2 separate regions of the Zea mays genome follow, and region 2 is linked to region 1. Evidence: chromatin contacts called from public Hi-C data. All regions are on one chromosome and are shown on one strand. Each heading gives the region's core, a stretch centred on a gene start, on an enhancer-like site or on the middle of the called end of the contact. The rest is flanking DNA. Distances are from core to core; before and after follow the strand shown.

Region 1 (3,532 bases), core at 447-2,946:
GCGTATGACAGTTTATGCATTGAAAGATAGCAACTCCAAAAGACTCTTTATATTCTTTCTAACGACGATGATATTAAAGGAATTACAATTTAAATTTGATGATATTGAAGGAAATCTATAAATTCTAATGTTATAGAAGGAATTGGTATAAGTTTAGATAACATTGAAGTGATTTTCTCTATTATTTGCTGCGAACGTGGTAGTGATTCGGAGGAAAACGAGCAAATCGTTGGCGGGAAACGGAACATCCAGTCATATAGTCCCGGACCGGACGCACTTGGAGGTTAGCACGTTGAGCGTTGGGTTGAGTGGCACGCATCTTTCAGTCGCGCGCGGGACCAATCTCGGCAGCAGCCTCAAGCAAGGTTCAGTGATCCTGCAACTGTGATGATGCTGGGCTGGACTCACAAGGTCGCAGGCTCGCTGTTCCGATCTCGACAGACAGAATGGATCGACCATCTTTTGTGACATGTGTAGGTTGTAGATCGACAGAAATGCCGACAGTCCGCTCCGGTAAGTACCACATAATCGAGTTTCCTTTTGTTTTCTTCGCGGCTCTACGATCTTCGCCTATGCAGTCTGGCGCTCCGAATGTTCACTTCCGTGTGTGTGGTTGGTTGGTTGGTTGGCTCCAGCGTCTCCTCCGGGCATTCACAGCCGGCTTCATTATCAACCAATGGAGGCGTGGAGCGTCAACCTGTAGGGGGCGGGGCGGGATCCTGTGATTAACAGAGAGCACTGCAACTGCCGGCTCAGTGAAATGTATAGATGGCCAGCCGGGCCGGGCTAAACGGACCGGCCCGAAGCACGGCACGGCCCGTAGTGCCTGGGCACGGCACGGCACGGCTAGTGTCGGGCCCGTGCCGGCACGGCCCGATAGGTAGTGCCGTGCCTGGGCCGAGCCTTAGGCACGCTGGGCCGGCACGGGCACGGCACGATTAGCCCCTAGGCACGGTTAGGCACGATTATACATGATTAGATCCAAGCACGAGTAGTTAGCTGTGTGTTGTACTCTTTTTTCTTATATAGGGTTTTCTCACAAGGGTGAGTTTTTATCTAAATAGGTTTTTAATGAGTCAACCATTGCACTAAACAGTTCAATATTAGCTATTTTAGTATGTTTTAACTGTGTTTGTGAATATCTGACTACAATTCTGTGGTATAGTGCTAAACGGGCTATATGGGCTAAACGGGCTAAACGGGCTAAACGGGCTAAACGGGCCGGCACGGCACGGCTAAGCAGGCTTAGTGCCGTGCTTGGGCCTGGCCTTAGGCACTAGTGCCGTGCCGGCACGGCACGGCTATTAAACGGGCTAAACGGGCCGTGCCCTAACCGTGCCGTGCCTGGCCGTGCCCGGGCCGGGCCGTGCCGTGCCGCCCATTTGGCCATCTCTAGTGAAATGAAACAGTGGCGAGCAAATACTGTGCACACCCCCTCGTACTACAGGTTCTCGGAGCCGTGTCATTAATTTACGCCGTGTGGAGTTAAATGAAAGCAACATGGAACGGTCTAGCGTGGCGTGATATGGCAAGCAAAGCATTGAATCACTCACAATGATTTGGTCACTGTTCGCACAATGATTAACGGCATGACGATGGTGCCCCTAATTCAATGGGTTCTTATCCCCCCGTACGGTCTTTCTACTACTTATAAGTGTGGGGCGGCCACATGAAGACTTTTTCTTAGAGTTGAGACTCAAAACCTTATCTGTGGCCGTTATGGCTACAAGAAGTATCCAAAATGCAAAAGACCGCTCTCCACCGTATCAAGTAGCATGGCTATTTTGATGCGCGCAGTCGTCAGTTCTTCGTGTCAGGCCGTGGGCTGTGGCAGAATCGGCACCAGACTTGGCCTGAAGCGCATTGAGGCAGTTTCTGTCTGTTCTTTACGTATCAATCTAGGGGCAAGCCCACGGGTTCGAGAGAGGGAGGCCCAGTTTGCAACACTATCTATGTGGTGGGCTTGGGTTCGCACCGATCACTGGACGATGGATGGAGGCCCCGTGGTCTATGCGCTTCGTTTTCCACACACGCAGCTGCAGCTGCTCCCCTCCGCCCCGCCCCCGCCCCCGCCCCCGCCCCGCCCCGCGTGCGGCGTGCCATGTCCCGCCCGCTCAGCAGCCAGTACGCCGCCCTCCTCTCTGCCGCCGCCCGGACCGAGCCGCACGCAGCCGGCGCGCTCCACTGCGTCATCCTCAGGACCCTACCGCACCCGCCGCCCACCCACCTCCTCAACCACCTGCTCACCGCCTATGGCAAGGCTGGCCGCCACGCGCGCGCGCGCCGCGTGTTCGACGCAACGCCCCACCCGAACCTCTTCACATACAACGCGCTCCTCTCCACTCTCGCCCACGCCAGGCTCCTCGACGACATGGACTCCCTCTTCGCGTCCATGGCGCAGCGCGACACCGTCTCCTACAACGCGGTCATCGCCGGCTTCTCTGGCGGTGGCGCGCACGCTCGGGCGGTCAGGTTGTACCACACGTTACTTCGGGCGGGCAGTAGCGTCAGGCCTAGCCGGATCACGATGTCGGCTATGGTCATGGCGGCATCGGCCTTGGGTGACCGCGCCCTTGGCAGGCAGTTTCATTGTCAGATTCTGCGGCTTGGGTTTGGGGTGAACGCCTTTGTCGGGAGCCCACTGGTTGGTATGTATGCCAAGATGGGTCTCATTGGGGATGCTAAGAGAGTCTTCGATGAAATGGATGGCAAGAATGTGGTGATGTATAACACGATGATCACCGGGCTGCTCCGATGCAAGATGGTTGAAGAAGCAAGGCGGTTGTTTGAGGTGATGACGGACAGGGATTGCATTACTTGGACCACGATGGTCACGGGGTTCACACAGAACGGATTGGAGTCACAGGCTCTTAACTTTTTTAGGAGGATGAGGTTTCAGGGCATTGCTATTGATCAGTACACCTTCGGAAGCATCCTTACCGCCTGTGGTGCCCTTTCAGCCTTGGAACAGGGGAAACAGATCCATGCCTACATAATCAGGACTCACTACGATGACAATGTCTTTGTCGGGAGTGCGCTTGTTGACATGTACTCAAAGTGCAGGAGCATCAAACCGGCAGAAACTGCTTTCAGGAGGATGTCGTGCAAAAACATCATCTCATGGACTGCACTGATTGTTGGTTATGGACAAAATGGGTGCAGCGAGGAGGCTGTCAGGGTGTTCTCTGAGATGCAAAGAGATGGCATTGATCCTGATGATTTCACCCTAGGAAGTGTTATAAGTTCTTGCGCTAACCTAGCAAGCCTAGAGGAAGGAGCTCAGTTCCACTGTCTAGCGCTTGTGTCAGGATTGATGCATTACATCACAGTGTCTAATGCACTAGTTACCTTGTATGGGAAGTGTGGTAGCATTGAGGATGCACACAGATTGTTTGATGAGATGTTGTTTCACGATCAGGTCTCCTGGACAGCACTTGTCACTGGGTACGCTCAGTTTGGGAGGGCAAAAGAAACTATTGATTTGTTCGAGAAGATGTTGGCTAAGGACGTGAAGCCTGATGGAGTAACCTTT
Region 2 (3,532 bases), core at 292-2,791, 150 kb before region 1:
AAATCTCCAAAAACTTGAAGAAAGAAACATCGTACTAGTATCATGCATGCAAGCACCGCATGAAACCGAAAGTTGGCTAGCTTGGCACGAGAGAGGCCAAAACAAGTGTGCGTGACACAAACGTACGACACGGGAAGACACAGCACCGCGCGCCATCAAATAGCCACCCCAGCATGCTTTCCAGCTCAGAACAGAGGATGAGTGTACCTAGTATTAGACAGCATTGCCAATACATACTGTGCTAGCATGGAAGACGATGCAATTAGAGCATGCACTTTCTCAAATAAAGTAGTCGTCGCTACGCGATCGATGGATGAATAATGTCATTTCTAACTGCACTTTTGTTATTGAGTTTAGGATTATTGGGAAATTGGTGTATGTATGTCAGTGAAGAATGCAAGTTCACCAGCTATGAAGAACAGCACCTGTGTAGCATAGCATGTCATGTATATGACGTTTTTTTTAGTTACTGTGAACCTGAAAATCGACAGTAATATTTTGTTCAAAAAAAAACAATGGTCGCAAGTAACCGCGCGAGTATACAGGTTACCATCAGAACAGTACAAAAGGTGAAGAACAAAAACAAGGAAGAAGTAGGCTGTAAAGCGGCGTCACTTGAAATCAAAACTGTGTCCACCATATGCATCCCCCTGCATCTCAGCTTCGCTTATTTACTACAGTACTGCTAGTAGGAGATGCAATGGGGATGATACATTGCATAACGCGTGACTCGAGCACATGTGTATATACGAGACTGCATGCATATAGCTCAATCGTCATAGTCGTGGCGGCGGCGGCGGTCGTTCTTCTCGTAGCGCTTCTTCCTGTCATCGTCATCCGAGTCGTCGTCGTCTTTCTTTTTGTAACGTGGCTTCCTCGCGCCGTCGTCATCAGAGTCATCGTCGTCGTCCTGTAATTTCACCATGTTTAAAACAGCCCAGATTACGAGTTCAAGGCCCATCGGCCATTCGGCAGCCTACGCTCACATTCTTCTTCTTCCGGCCGGAGCTGGGCCTCTCGTCCCCGTACGACGGCTTCGGCTTCCTGTACGCCTGGTGGTCGTCGTCGCCGTCCCCGTGCCCGTACGAGGGCTTCGGCTTTCGGTACGCCTGCTGCTCGTGGTCGTCGTCGTGTCCCCCCTTCCTCCCGTAGCCGTGGGTCTCCTCCTCCTTATGAAGCTGATGAGGCCGCCCCGCCCCCGCGTACCCGCCGCCGCCTCCACCGTACCCTGCAGCTGAGCCGTGGGACTCCTCGGCCCCGGGCCTCCGGCCTCCGTGCTGCTGCGGACGGTCGTACGAGGAGGCGGTGGAGATCGGGTAGCAGGTCTCCTCGGAGGGCGGCAGCGGACGCCCGAAGGTGAGGGCGATGTCGTAGCCGCCGCCGTAGGGGGTGGGGTCGTACTCGTCGAAGTCAGCCACCTCGTCCGCCCTCCCGCCTCCCCAAAAGACGCCCGCCATCGTCGCGCTCTGATGGGCTGCTCACCGTCGGCGTCGGCTAATCCGTGCGGAGTGGTGTTTGTGCGTCGTCGGGTGATCGGTCCTGGCATCAGCGATGGGGGGCCGATCTCGGGTTAACTAGCGCGTGGTGTCCATGCATGGCATGGAAACGGCGTACGTGCGTGCGATGTTTGCGGAGTTTTCGTGGCTGGGAACTGGTTAGATGGAATGGAAGCGGGAACGCCCAGCGCGCTCGGGATCCACTGTTCACGACGGATGGTGAGAGGCGAAGTGGACACGCGTCAGCTGTGAGGTGAGTCCAAACTCGCAACACAAGCAGGGCAACCTTTCCCTCTCTTTTCAGGTTGGCAGGTTCACGTATTTGTAAGGTCAACGGTAACAGATAACGTAAACCATATTTGTTTATGTGTAATGTAATCATATATCACCCTAGAAACTGATATAGTCCTATTCAAACTTGTTACCGCTGGTAATCAAACATGAATCATTACCGTTGTCATTTACATTACGTTTCGTGAACCAATCGCCACCTTACACATAATAATACCCACCATTCGGTGAGGCAACAAAAGAAAAAAAAAGGGACGGTATGAACAAAAGCCCCGGTCTGCCACCCATACGAGTTCCTGGTTCAATCGTTCCACAGTGCCAAAACATTACTGTTCTGCACAATTCTTTGCATAGATCACAGCCCTCCTCCGTCTTCTTTCACGGGTATACCAGCACTGATCTTCGAATGTGGATCAATGGCAAGCGGCCTTAAGCTTACCATGGCTTTGCCAATCCGAAATGTTGCACCTCTAGCTGGATAGAGTAGCAAACATACCAACATCACATCTTTTTTCATCTTTGAACACATGCTTGCTGTTAATGTACAGAAATAATCCTACAAGTTACGGACGTTGGGCGGTTGTCAACCTCCTTGTCTCACTCATCTGTTTGTTGCACTCTCTTAGGGGCTAGATTGCTGGTCAAGTTCTTCAACAGTGGTTTTAGTGCAGCCATGATATCTGCAAATGATGGCCGCAACTTTGGATCCCTGAGGCATATAGCAAAGTGAATTTAGCAAATAAAAAAAAATCCATGTGGGTTAGGAAGATGCAATGCACCATAAACGGTGAAATATTTTTTATTGCACCAAGAAAGTTAAGAATACTAACGTATGCCAGCATTGCACTATTATCTCTGCTACAGCAGGATCGATGTTATCTGGGATTTCAAGGCGACGATTCTGAAACCCAACTGCACCAACCACTTGCATGGCATTCATACCTTCCCAAGGCTGTAGTAGTGTACAAAGTTCCCATAATATGACTCCGTAGCTAAAAACATCGCATCTGCCAGCCCATGCAAGATTTCAGCATGCACAAAATAATCATCTGTGATAAGGTTATTTTTAACCGAGTCTTTAACCACTTACTTTTCATCCGATCGTTCATTCCGAAGTACTTCTGGTGCCATCCACTCCGCCTGCACATCAACCAAACTATTCAGTAGAAGTGGCGAAAAGTAGCATTTGCAGCAACCAGTGTGACAGATAAAGATCATATGAACGGATTAGCACAAGCCAACCTGAAAACACAGCCCTATTTCACACTGGTTAATCTAATAATCTTATCACCAGTCACACTAGTTTCTAAACAGCTAAATGTTTATCTTTAATCATCCCAGGTTTGGCAAGATGATCAGCCGTCGAGCACTGATTATTGATGGGCAACCAAACGAATAATCAGCACTTAAGTGGAGCCCAACCTTTCCAAATTATTTCCATGAGGAAAATTTGATAGTCCGCAAGAAAAAAAACTTGGTAGGCCAACTTGCTGCTGTAGGAACCAGAAGAGGACAGTTTCCATCGGTGTTGATCTGGGACATCTACTAAGGCTGTCTCCAGCGAGCATGGATATGGACGTCCAAAACACTGTTTTACATTGTAGATTGCATTGTTTAAAGAGTGAAGTTTGAAATAGAGAGTGATATAGGGAGTGAGATAGGGAGGTTGCTAGAGATACCCTAAGTCCCTAATTTGATGGTGCTATAAATGGCCAAACGGGCCGTACGGCACGACACTGTCACTA

What was found. A called contact is a pair of places that touch in the nucleus more often than the background predicts.
Region 2: a contact with region 1 is called in a Hi-C map of ear, with 2.2 times the contacts expected there. The contact joins the promoter of LOC100277433 here to the promoter of LOC100502275 in region 1. A contact is called at or near these places in 5 of 25 Hi-C or Micro-C datasets (ear, leaf and tassel).

Annotation. Positions count from the first base shown.
Region 1 is chr5:214,799,202-214,802,733 of Zm-B73-REFERENCE-NAM-5.0, reverse strand. It overlaps LOC100502275, which reads left to right and starts at 1,696. Exons shown (of 2, transcript NM_001196752.1): 1 at 1,696-3,532. The coding sequence starts at 2,102.
Region 2 is chr5:214,950,300-214,953,831 of Zm-B73-REFERENCE-NAM-5.0, reverse strand. LOC100277433 reads right to left here and starts at 1,541. Exons shown (of 2, transcript NM_001150994.1): 1 at 987-1,541; 2 at 485-910. The coding sequence starts at 1,457. The coding sequence ends at 770. It overlaps LOC103627717 (probable serine/threonine-protein kinase SIS8), which reads right to left. Exons shown (of 14, transcript XM_008648027.4): 11 at 2,878-2,927; 12 at 2,618-2,794; 13 at 2,359-2,496; 14 at 1,841-2,261. The coding sequence ends at 2,385.